Regions from separate parts of the Zea mays genome. Here regions 2 and 3 are each linked to region 1. A link is a contact called in public Hi-C data. All regions are on one chromosome and are shown on one strand. Each heading gives the region's core, a stretch centred on a gene start, on an enhancer-like site or on the middle of the called end of the contact. The rest is flanking DNA. Distances are from core to core; before and after follow the strand shown.

Evidence for each region. A called contact is a pair of places that touch in the nucleus more often than the background predicts.
Region 2: a Hi-C map of endosperm shows a contact between it and region 1, with 2.2 times the contacts expected there. The contact joins the promoter of LOC103639418 here to the promoter of LOC107326007 in region 1. A contact is called at or near these places in 6 of 25 Hi-C or Micro-C datasets (bundle sheath, ear, endosperm and 3 more).
Region 3: a contact with region 1 is called in a Hi-C map of endosperm, with 2.0 times the contacts expected there. The contact joins the promoter of LOC100383857 here to the promoter of LOC107326007 in region 1. A contact is called at or near these places in 2 of 25 Hi-C or Micro-C datasets (ear and endosperm).

The regions. Positions count from the first base shown.
Region 1 is chr9:151,726,900-151,730,743 of Zm-B73-REFERENCE-NAM-5.0, reverse strand. LOC107326007 (Putative MAP kinase family protein) reads right to left here and starts at 1,428. Exons shown (of 1, transcript NM_001320995.1): 1 at 146-1,428. The coding sequence starts at 1,300. The coding sequence ends at 305.
Region 2 is chr9:151,985,293-151,989,141 of Zm-B73-REFERENCE-NAM-5.0, reverse strand. LOC103639418 (myosin-11) reads left to right here and starts at 2,162. Exons shown (of 6, transcript XM_008662164.4): 1 at 2,162-3,272. LOC100193428 (Heat stress transcription factor A-8) reads left to right here. Exons shown (of 4, transcript NM_001138550.1): 4 at 412-689.
Region 3 is chr9:151,279,810-151,283,692 of Zm-B73-REFERENCE-NAM-5.0, reverse strand. It overlaps LOC100383857 (U-box domain-containing protein 31), which reads left to right and starts at 2,402. Exons shown (of 1, transcript NM_001176487.1): 1 at 2,402-3,883. The coding sequence starts at 2,821.

The DNA.
Region 1 (3,844 bases), core at 179-2,678:
ACCTAGGGTTTTAGGGATAGCGTCCCCTCAGATTTCGATTAGGTTTGTTCATGCCAGCATCACTTCAAATGAAATGACTTGATATTTGCTTGATGAACACAGCAATCCAGACAGCAAGCAGCGTCGTTGAGGGAATTTTGGATTTCATGAACTGGTTACCTCTTGAGATTTGATATTTGCTTGATGAACTCAATGAACGAACGAATGAGGGATAAAAGGAACAAAAAGAGAAGCTACACACTTGCTGTAATTTATGCACACCCCAGCTCGTCCTAATAAATCTCCTAGTAGTGTGTCTTGTCTATTATTGGCCGCGCTGCTCCGCCTCTGCGACGAGCGCAGCGAGCGCGTGCTGTGCGCCGGCGGCGTCCGGCTCGGCGAGGAACGGGTGCTCCAGCAGCTCAGTCACCGACGCGCGCCGCCAGGCCTTCTTCTCGAGGCACCGCGCCACGAAGTCCCGGAACTCGTCCGACGCAGCGGCAGGCGGCTCCGGCGCCTCGCCGAAGCATATGGCGCACATGAGCGCGGCCCAGTCCGGGCGCTGGCCCTCGGGCAGGAGAGGGAAGTGGCCCAGGCACAGCTCCAGGATGACCACCCCGAGGCTCCACACGTCGGCGGCGTAGGGGTCGTAGTCTCCCGAGTACGCCTCCGGGTCGAACCGCTCGGGGGACATGTACGCCGCCGTGCCGACGTACGACGCGCAGGGGTCCAGCCGCCGCCGCAGCACCTTGCCCGCGCCGAAGTCGGCGATCTTCACCTCGCCGTCGGCGCCGACGAGCAGGTTCGACGGCTTGAGGTCGCGGTGCACGACGCGGAGCGCGTGGAGCGCCGCGAGCCCGAGGAGCGCCTGCCGCGCCACGGCGGCGATGGGGCGCTCCCCCATCGGCCGGCCCAGCCGGCGAAGCAGGCCCGCGAGGGAGCCCCCGGGCATGAGCTCCAGCGCCAGAGCCGCGGGCGCCTCCCCGGCGGCGGCCGACGGGATCACCGTGTGGAGGCGCACGACGTGGGGCGCGTCCGCGGCGAGCATGAGGATCTCGGCCTCGCGCGCCGCGGAGGCGTCCCCGTCCGCGAAGATCTTGAGTGCGAGCGGCTGCGAGGACCGGCGGTGCCGCGCCTTGTAGACGGTGCCGCCGTTGCCGTGGCCGAGAACGGAGAGCCTTTCGTAGTCCGAGAGGCGGGCGTCGGACGTGGAGGTGGACGGCGCGGCGGTGGGCTGAGGCTGCGGCGGCAAGCGCAGGACGAAGTGGTCGAGCGGGAGGGTAAGGTGCGGCAGCTGGCGGCGCTGGCGGACGACAGCCATTGGCTTGTTGGACTCGGAGACAGAGTTGGGTGAAGAGGGGAGGCAAAACACTGCCACGAGAAGGAGCGTCTTTATACAATGGGCGGGAGTGAGAGACGGGTGGAGTTCGGTGGCGGGTGTGCGGTTGCATCTCCGCCCGCGCCCTGCCTTTGCGGCTTTGCCCGTGGCTTATCATCTGCTACACTCTGCTGCCCCACTCCCGCAGTGTGCGCTTTGTCGCTTGTCCCCTGTTAGAACTAGAGGACGAGAAACAACAAGGGATGCAATAATTCTAGTGCACCTTTTTTTTTCTTTTGGGATTGTCCACAACTGACCATTAAAATAATTTTTAACATTCTTTCTTGATCATTTTTTTTGTAGATTTCATTATTCATCTATCACATATAATTATAATTTATTAAAAACTATATGGAAAAAACCAAATTAATATGATAAAAAAAACTCCTTACAACCTAATGGAAAAATAAGGATAAACATAAAAAAACACATAGAAGAAAAAGATTATAAACTCAGGTATCAACTTAGCGTCATGACCTTCTACTTCTCGCTTTTCAATTACCCCTATCTTGTTATAAACATCAAGTCGTACACGGACGCACGCCCTAAACGTGACAGTTTTGATCAAGTCTTGTTGTAGTGGCTGATATGTTGTAGGCATCTCTTGTTGTAGTGGCAAGAATCAAAGTCCACATTATTGGATATGATGTAGTTGGTAATCGATGTAGCATTCGGTACCATATAATACTTGCTTGTACGTTGATATTCTCAAGCATGGCTGTAGGGAATGATGGCATGTAATGAACTATTCAAGTATGAATATCGCTTATGTCATGACAATAGTATACTTCCTTGATCGCAATGTCGTACATCACATTTAATGTGAACTTCGGTATTATGGTGCCGGCTTCAGTTTTACTATAGAATCGAATCGAATTACCCAAAACGAAAGTGAACCTAGTTCTTTGTTGATCAACTATGGATATTGATGTGATGTAATGTTTGAACTCAGTAACTATGCCAAGCTATGAATCGTGATGTACTTATGTTGGACTGCTAGAAGTAGAAGTAGAACTTTGAGTACTGATATTATTGTGATCTATTGGTGCCCATTTGTTGCTAGCCTATATAGAACATAATATGTGACCGATCAGATGTTCGGGATTTTGGTTTACACCGAACTGCTCGGTTTTTTTCCCGCGACACACCGATTGGTCTGGAGTTTTTGAAAACTAGAGTTTACAAGACCAAAGAAAACCGAACCAAACTTTCGGTTTAAACCGAATACCTAGCCCTACCTAGGGTAACACAGAGTCCTAAAAGAATGGGAGTGTCTCAAAATCTAGAGAGCCCTGAAGTGGTGGGTCTTGGTCGTTCCGACGAGCACCAGAGACTCAAAGAGCACAAGAGGTCTTTAGGGCTCGAGATGAGGTCTTCCGATGTGATGCCCCCCTACCTTCTAAGATATGTCCCTAGGGCGTAGGGTCCCAGTGGTGTGCGACTGTTTTTTGTCGAGTTGTTAATAAAGTTTTGTATCGGGTTATTAAAAGACGTCTTGGCAGCATGTGAAGATATGATTTTTCGCGAACACTAGTAAAATCTAAACTCTTAGATAATATGATGGTATTCTAGATTCTAGTTATATATCTCAAACCGACAAATATAAGGGAACGCATGTAGTGTAATAATAAGATCCAGACATACCTCGTATTTTTTATCCAAAAAAAAACAGATTCTACAATCACTACATGATAGCTAGAATCTTATTGTGGGCTCGATTAGTTACTGGCAATAGCATCAGACAGGGGCGGACCCATGTTGGTCTCAGCGAGGGCACAGGCCCCGGCTTAAAATTTGTTAACTATAGTTAGTAGACAAATTTTCACCATTAGTGCCCCATCTCAAGAAAATTAGAGGCCCTCACTCATGTACATGTTGAGCTAAACTCCATATGTGGCTAGAAGTGTGTCTCGGCTTAGTTTTTTGGCTGGGTCCGCCCCTGGCATCAGAGTTTATTTACCGTACTTAACTTAGACAACATAGTGCAGTATGTTGTTTAGTTTGCCTGAATAGAAAGTTGTTTAATGTTTACATGTACATGATTGATCTCCCACGTTAGTTGTATCGTAGTATGAGACCGTACGTGTCTCGGTGTGTAGAGCGGATACAGAGGTAGGCGGCGTCCCATCTGAGCAAAGCCACGGTCTAGTAACGGAGCAATTTATTAGAAGGTGCTCGTTGCATCGAGAATTTTGTCCATTAGCCACAATTGGCTCCAAGTCATCAATCACGTGCCACATTAGCAAGGACCAAGAAGTAACGGTCTGCTTTCGTAATGTATCGTGCCAGCCACGATTAGGCCGCTCCCGCCGCCGTCCCGCGCCAGCCCGGCGGGGTGCCTTTCATACTTCTTTCCATCTTGCCGCTCCCGCCCGGTACGGTCCAATCCAGGCGGCAGTCACGAGCGGATCTGCGCAGCCAGCTCCGGCGGTGAGCACATATCGTGGCAGAGTAGGACACTCGGACGAGGTGAAAGAAGGCGTACAG
Region 2 (3,849 bases), core at 913-3,412, 260 kb before region 1:
TATTTCTTGTAAGTGTGTAACGACATATAAAAAACTGGACAGGGAGGGTAAGACCATCCTCATGATATTTCATTAATAGAAGGCCGCGGCAACGGTCACAACCGAGAAACCCCCGAGCCCTATCCTGTATCCTCCCATCACTAACAGGCCGATTCAAGCTGCCTACTCTGCAAAGGCCCACCCAGGCCCGAGAGTGGCGCACAACTGAGTCGTAGCCTGAGAGCAGACGAGGAACAACGAGACGATTAAAATATGAGAACTTCCTTAGTAGTGCATTTAGTTGAAACATAAAGATGTATACCAAGTTATTTACATTCATTTTATTCACACCTCTATCTCTCATGGCCTCATTATCATCAATTGCAACTAGCAATGTGGCCCCCGTCACTGATGTGGTTTCAGTTTCTGCAGATTTGTGGTGAACAGAATCTTGAGACTGGCAGGTTAGCCACCATTGGGAACCTGAAGACCGGGATTGCTCAGAATTTACTATACTGATACTAAAAAAATACAGTAACTCATATTGGTAAGGCATAATTCGTTTTTCGTATTCGCTCGATCAAGGCAACAGGACAAGGGTTTTGTTTTTGTCCCAGGTCTCATTGTCCTAGCCACACCCATAACACAAGGTAGCATTGCTCATGTTGTATAGAATATCGTATTGGATGAATGAAGCACTTTTGAACTTTTTTTTATTTGCGTACGAGATTCCTAGGCACCGTTTGTTTTTGGTCAGAATGACTTCACGGAGCCTTCCATAGAAGACAATATTCATAACTGGGGAAAGAAAGTTAAGGCAATCTACATATACCCAAGAGTCTATACGTAACGCGAGTCGATGTCAGTGGTGGGGCGGGCACAAGGGTGACAATGGGTTCTATATTTTACGGTATAAAATTTAAGGATCGGATTAGGACAAAACTGTATTTCTATTCATTTTTAAACTAGAAATAATTTAGGGTTCTAACGAATTGTAAAGAAGTATTTGGATCACGATCCATTATTACCCTTACCCATGGCTCTCGGTGCCTAGCTCCACTCTAGACAGTTTTTTTCTTTTCGTACCAGAGTTATTTCTCGTTTCCTTTTTATGGCTTCAAGCGTGGATGTTCTACAGTGGTGTCCAATGTGAGTTGTACTCGGTGTTGATGCGAGGCCAAAAAAAGAAAAAAAAAGAAGAAGCTAAGTAAATCCCTAGCATTCTGTTTGGACGTAGATATTGAAGTCTAGAATTGGGAATTATAATTTTGCTGTTTGGCTGCGGGCGGTGGCGACTGGCGTCAAGGCGCTGGGGCTTGTTGAAGCGAAGCAGGATGTCTTGGTACTGCTCCACGGAGGCGGGGTCCATCTTGGCGCTAGCGTCGTCAGGGAGCCTGTCGGTCGTCACGCCACGCACGAACCTGCAGGCGCTAACGTTCTTGCAGTAGCCGCTGGTGTAGCAGAGGCAAAGCTCGCTGATCGTTTTCGGTTAGTGTCGCCAAGGTAGAGCTCGCTGATCGACGAGCACCTGCGGTAGCCTATGCCGTTGTCGTCGTTGGCCCAGGTGCCTTGAGGCCGTACCGGAAGAAGCAGACGTCTCCCCTTGCGCCGCTAGGGCTCCGGTACCCGGCGACGTCGAACAGGGGCAGCTGGTGCCCGGTGCCATCGTTGAGGAATGCAACCTATAGTACGACAAATTCAAACAATTTATCTGAGTATATCACATTATGGTTACTCACAACAAGAAGCCTTGTAATTGTATTTGTAACACAGATACAGCAAGCACTGCGCCAAAGGAGTAAAAAGAAAAAGAGGCAATCATACAAAATTAACTCACATTCAGGAACAGTGGTGTCCTCGTAGCGGCAAGCAAACAATGCTGCCAGAGAACTTGATGTCTTTGATCCATGTGCTGCAGGAAATCATTTTCTATTTTAATATTATGTCGAATTGTAAGAGAAACTAGGAAAAATGGTCGTGGACAGAAGTTATTTGGTTGCTGTCTAACCTATTTCTTCAGGTAGTACAGGACGGAACTGGACTTAATCTTCCTCAAGAACAAATGGGACTTCTTTTCCAGAATCACATGCCCGAAAGAATAGATATCTCAACATTTTTCATGCATGAATTTATATCTCTTGCCACATTACTCACATCATTGTAAGGTTTCTTCAATTCCCCATCCACAAGAAGAACATCCAGTGAAGATCTGCCAGTCATTGCCATCTCATTTTCGCTGTTGCCATTGCGAGAATTGGTCTGAGTCAGTACTAGCAACAAGCACATCATTCTGGTTCTTGAACACCTGCACCAGAGTTTCAGTGGATGGATGGTCGAAATCATCTTCTGACTCTGAAAAAAAAATCCCCATTTCTCGAAGATGCCTAAGTGGCCCTAACGCCATCAGCATTTTCAATGTCCTGACTGCCCTCTCTAGCACCTGGAGATGAAGATTGAGCAGGAACTAACACTTCCTCAGTAGTTTTCACCGAGTTCCTCCCTGCACTCATCATATGATTGACGTACAAAATAGATGGTGACGCATTTGTTATTGACTCTCCAAAACATTTCCTTAGAAGAGAACCTATTTCTCTCAAAGACAGAATATAAGCACAGTGAGAAGCTGCAAGTGCACATCTTCCATCTAGTGCTTCTCTAACAAGACGCTAGACGCTTCCTCTCCCGGCAGCACAACACAAGGACCTTGTTATCTTCAAGCTTAGAAGGTGCCACGCCCATTTTGAAGAGCAACAGCACTCAGAGTGTCATGGACAATACAAGGGCATGTCAATTTGAGGCCACCCACTGACGATTGCAAGTAACAATATTTGTGTGATTGGGTTTTCCACGTCTGATGCTAGCTGTAAGAGGATGGAACCAGTGAACGAACATGTAGCGCTCCAGGGTCTGACACCAAATGGTTTTATCCTGGGACAACCATTTGACGCCGCCACGTATTTATATTTTAGTCCTTGTCATCATTCATTTTTGTGCCAGCCCCCCTGGCGCCGCCACGTACTATTTTTTGCAAAAAAAATATTTAAAATATAAAAATAAAAAATGCCGTCCTCCATTCCTACCTACCAACCCGCTCCCCCTCGCCGCTCCCCAATTCAAAACCCGTATCTTTTTCTTACCGCTGCGAAAAAGGAAAGCCAGCTGTTAATCGCAATTAGCAGGCGCTAATCAAAACCCCCCGCCCGACCGTTACTTTGCCCTCACATCCATATTCCATACCACACCACACCGCAGCCCGACTTCGCCTCACCTCGCCACGCTTGGGATTCCCGCAGGTTTGCCTCCTGCTTCTTCTCTACTCCGCCGCAATGGCCTTCGGGCTCCAGGTTCTCGTTGGGTTTTAGTTCCGGGTGTAGTCGGTGCGGGTGGTTCTGGATTCCGCGTCGGGTTTTGGCTGAATTGGTGCGCTGGGTCGAGGATCGGTGGGGCGTCCTTGAATCGCCGGTGGTTCTGGGATCGAGGATCGACGGGACACGGCTCGCTAGGCGAATGTCTGGTTCTGTTTCGATTTTTTGGTTCAGTTGCCCTTCTGATTGAATTTTGCGCGGTTCGGTTCGGTGCCCTACGATCGAGGACCAAACAAGTACTGTTCGCTTTTACTTGGTGCCGGTGGCTGTGCGTGTAACATGTTCGATTGATTTCCTACTCGAGGTAGTGAGATGCTGGCGTGGAGGACATGTGCAACTTCAGTTGGGAGATGACAGCTAGTTATTTCCAATGTTATGTGGAAATTACTGAACATTTCCTTGCGATCTTTACAAAAAAAATCCTTGTAGATTTTCATTTTCTGGGATGATTTTGTTTCCCAAGTCTCTTGTTAATATTTTTGTTAGTTCTCGGCTAATTCGTAAA
Region 3 (3,883 bases), core at 1,153-3,652, 450 kb after region 1:
CAAACCGATCCCAACTCTCACCTGTCCTGGGTGGGCTGCAGTGCCAGTGCTGCACTGCCATGCTCGGCTGCCCCCACGACGGCGCCACAAAAGCAGGAACTGACGCGGGGGCTTTTGCTGCCGGCCGTGCTGAACGCCCGACCCCCGGTTCGTGTATCGGCCGGCAGGAGCCTGGCGCCCATGCCATGGCATGACAGCGCGCGCAGCCGGCACAGAGGCGAGGCCCGCGACGCCGAGCGTGGGAGCGTCCAGCATCCATGGCACGGCGAGCTGGCGACAGGCGGCCGTCACGCGAGCGAGCGAGCGCCCCATGTCGGGAGGACTGCACGGACGTACTGCGACGTAGTAGTACGTCGCGCTCCTGTGCTCTCGCACAGCCGCACGGCGTTGCTTTGCTGGGCCAGTGAGTCAATGCCGGGCCTCGCGCACCTCCCGCGCCACCGCTGCCCGTGCTTCGGAGCACGCAAAAGCAAAGGAACGACAACACCGGCCAGCCGGTACTGTACACTATTCCCTGTCCCTGTGCTGCTGCGGCATCAGTGGAGTGGGCGCGACCGCGTGAGCACGCATCGCGCTGGATCCGACGGATTTGACTAGTGCGGGAAGCCGACGACGCGTCTGCGTGTGCGCTCGTCGTTGCGTTGCGTTGCGTCGCGTCGCGTCGCGTCCACCACTCGCAAGTCGCAACGCAAGCTTGCGGCGGCAAGCCCGCGCGCGTTTGACTTGCGGCGTCCGCACGCCTGTGCGCGCGTACGTAGTACTAGGAGTATACGTCAAGTACCCTCTACGGCTGGGTAGCGATGAGATCACCGTCCAGCCAGGTTTAAATTCCTGCCAGTCAGTACTGGCGGGGGGCCCGGGGCCGGGACGGGAAACGAACGCAATTTGAATGCTCAGACAGCTTGGCTTTCCTTGCCCAGTAGCGTCCGCGTCCGCGCTTCTTTTGCCTTTATGTTTTCGGACGCCTTTTTTGCTTGTTTTTTCTCTCTCTCTCTCTCTCTCTCGCATGATATACTAAGAGCATGTTTGGTTTGTGGTTAAATGTGCCACACTTTGCCTAAGGTTAGTCGTTCGAATTGAATAACTAACCTTAGGCAGAAAAGTTAGGCAAATTGTGGCAATTGAGGTAGGCAACCAAAATCTTTGCACCGGTCACGGTCTCGTCTCGGTCATGGTCGTAGCAGATCCACGTGATTAAAGAAAGAGGCTCCCCCCAACCTGGTGCCCACTGCACGTGTGGTGTCTCGCCATGTTTGATTCTTTTCTCTTCTCAAGAGTTGGGGAGGGGAATGCTCTTCCTTCCTGGGCTACCCGTCCGTCCTCCCGGGTTCCGTCAGGCAGGCTTAACGCTGACTGTCAGAACAAGCGCGGCGCAGTAGAGACCACTGAAAGCGAGATACGGGTGAATCCGCAGCAGCCAGGCGTCGTTGTTGTTAGGTTTCAAATCGCTCTGCACTGGGCTGCCTTCGAAAGGCAAAATGACCAACAGACTGAGCACGCCCCGTCCGATGCAAAGCGTAGCGTACCAAACGTGGTGGTCGCGGGCCACGGGGGTGGGGGGGTCACCAGTACCTCTGCGGCTCTGCCAACGCGGTCACGGTGACCGGGGTGATATCAGCCAGTGCACGCACGTGCTGCCCGCGTGCCGACTGCAGAGAGGAAGAGGACTACGCAGTGCGCGCCACGCCCGTCGTAGTACACAGTGCGCACGCTCTTCTGACCTTCTGGTCTTGCACTCTTGCTTCCGTCTCGGCCTCCTTGTTCACCTTCGCCCTTGTTGAAAAATAAAAAGGAAGAACTCAATCGACAAAAAAGGGAAAACGCGGCACCCGTTTCTTCGGAATGGAACCATGGAAGCAGAGGTCACATCAGGGTAAAGAATGCCATCACGCAGAAACAAAGAAATACATGCCGCCATTTTCTGCAAGATTCTACTGCATGTGGTACGCCTACATATATAATATATTGTTATTATTGTGCTCCATCGCTTTTCCTGGTCTTCGCTTCTGGGTTCTGGCATAGACCAATTTCCCGCTTCTGTCCATCCATAGAATCAGCAAAAAAAAAGAGTTTTTTTTGTATTAAAAAAACAAATAATATATGAAGGAAAAGCAATGAAAACCCAATGGAGGTGACAGAGGGTGTGCAGGGAGGCCCATCCACACGCGAAGTGTCAGTGAGTCAGCAAAGCAAGGGACCGGTCCCCACGGCCACATATCCGTCCAATTCTCTCACACTCACTTCCTCTGCCCTCGAACACACAAAAAAGAAAAAGAAAAATGGCGACACAAAATACTCCAATCTAGATATTCTCGCTCTCTCTCGTCTTCTCTCCACACCACCCACTATAGCTTTGGACTTGGATCTCAAATTCTCCCAGTTTCCCACTCCCCCTGGGTCTTCCCCATCCCCCCTCCACTCCCCCCCTGGGTTTTCCCCTTCCTTTACCCCCCATCAGATCTTCCCCCATATCTCTGTCCTGCATCACTCGCCGCCATCCACTCCCGATCCAAACCCGAGAGCTCCCACCTCCGCCGCCCTGTTCGCTCGTCCGCCTTTTCACTCCCCGTAGCTAGCTGCTGTCGCGGAGCAACCCCGCGATTCCAAGAAAAGCAACTTGGTCAAGAAAGAGTGCAAGAAAGGAGGACGGTGCTGACGATGATGGCGATAAGCCACCCCATGATTCGCCCCATCATTCCGTCGCCTCCGGGGCCTGCGCGCTAGCTGCTAGAAGGGCCTCGCCGTCCGTCGTGGTGGTGGTGGTGGTGGTGTGCGCGGGGCGGGAGGGGAGGGGAGGGGAGTCGTCACTGCGCCGCCACAATGCCACAGTACCAGGAGCTGCCCTGCGGCGGGCAGGAGCTCGATATCGACACCGCGCTCAAGGATGGCATCCTCGGGGGCGCGCTGGAGCCCGTGGGTGCGGCGGCGGGGGACGATGGCAAGCAGCCCGTGGAGCTGCGCAGGATGATGGACGAGCTGGACGCGGCGGCCGGGGACGGCGGCGGCGGCGGCGGGGACGAGGCGGTGCCGGCGGTCTTCATCTGCCCGATCTCGCTCGAGCCCATGGTGGATCCGGTGACGCTCTGCACGGGGCAGACGTACGAGCGGGCCAACATCTCGCGGTGGCTAGCCCTGGGCCACCGGACCTGCCCGACCACGATGCAGGAGCTCTGGGACGACGCGCTCACCCCAAACGCCACCCTCCGGCAGCTCATCGCCGCCTGGTTCTCCCGCCGGTACACGAGGTTTAAGAAGCGCTCCGCCGACTTCCACGGCCGCGCCGCCGACCTCGTCGGCAGCCTCCGCGGCACGGCGGTGCCCAGGCGGCAGCCCCTCAAGGGCCAGGCCCGCGTCGCGGCGCTGCGGGAGCTGCGCACCCTCGCCGCCGCCCACCAGTCCGTCACCAAGGCCATCGCCGAGGCCGGCGGCGTGGCCCTGCTCACGTCGCTGCTCGGACCCTTCACGTCCCACGCCGTGGGGGCCGAGGCCGTCGCGATACTCGTCAGCGGGGTGCTGCTTGACGCTGACACCAAGGCCGCGCTCATGCAGCCGGCGAAGGTGTCGCTCGTGGTCGACATGCTCAACGAGGGCGCCGCGGACACCAAGATCAACTGTGTCCGCCTCATCCGCATCCTCATGGTCGAGAGGGGTTTCCGGCCGGAGACGGTGGCGAGCCTCAGCCTCTTGGTCGGCGTCATGCGCCTCATCCGGGACAAGCGGCATCCGGACGGTGTGGCCGCGGGGCTCGAGCTGCTGAATTCGATCTGCGCGGTGCACAGGCCAGCGAGGTGTATGGTTGTTAGCATCGGTGCGGTGCCGCAGCTGGTGGAATTGTTGCCGGAGCTAGCGACGGAGTGTGTCGAGCCGGCTTTGGACATCTTGG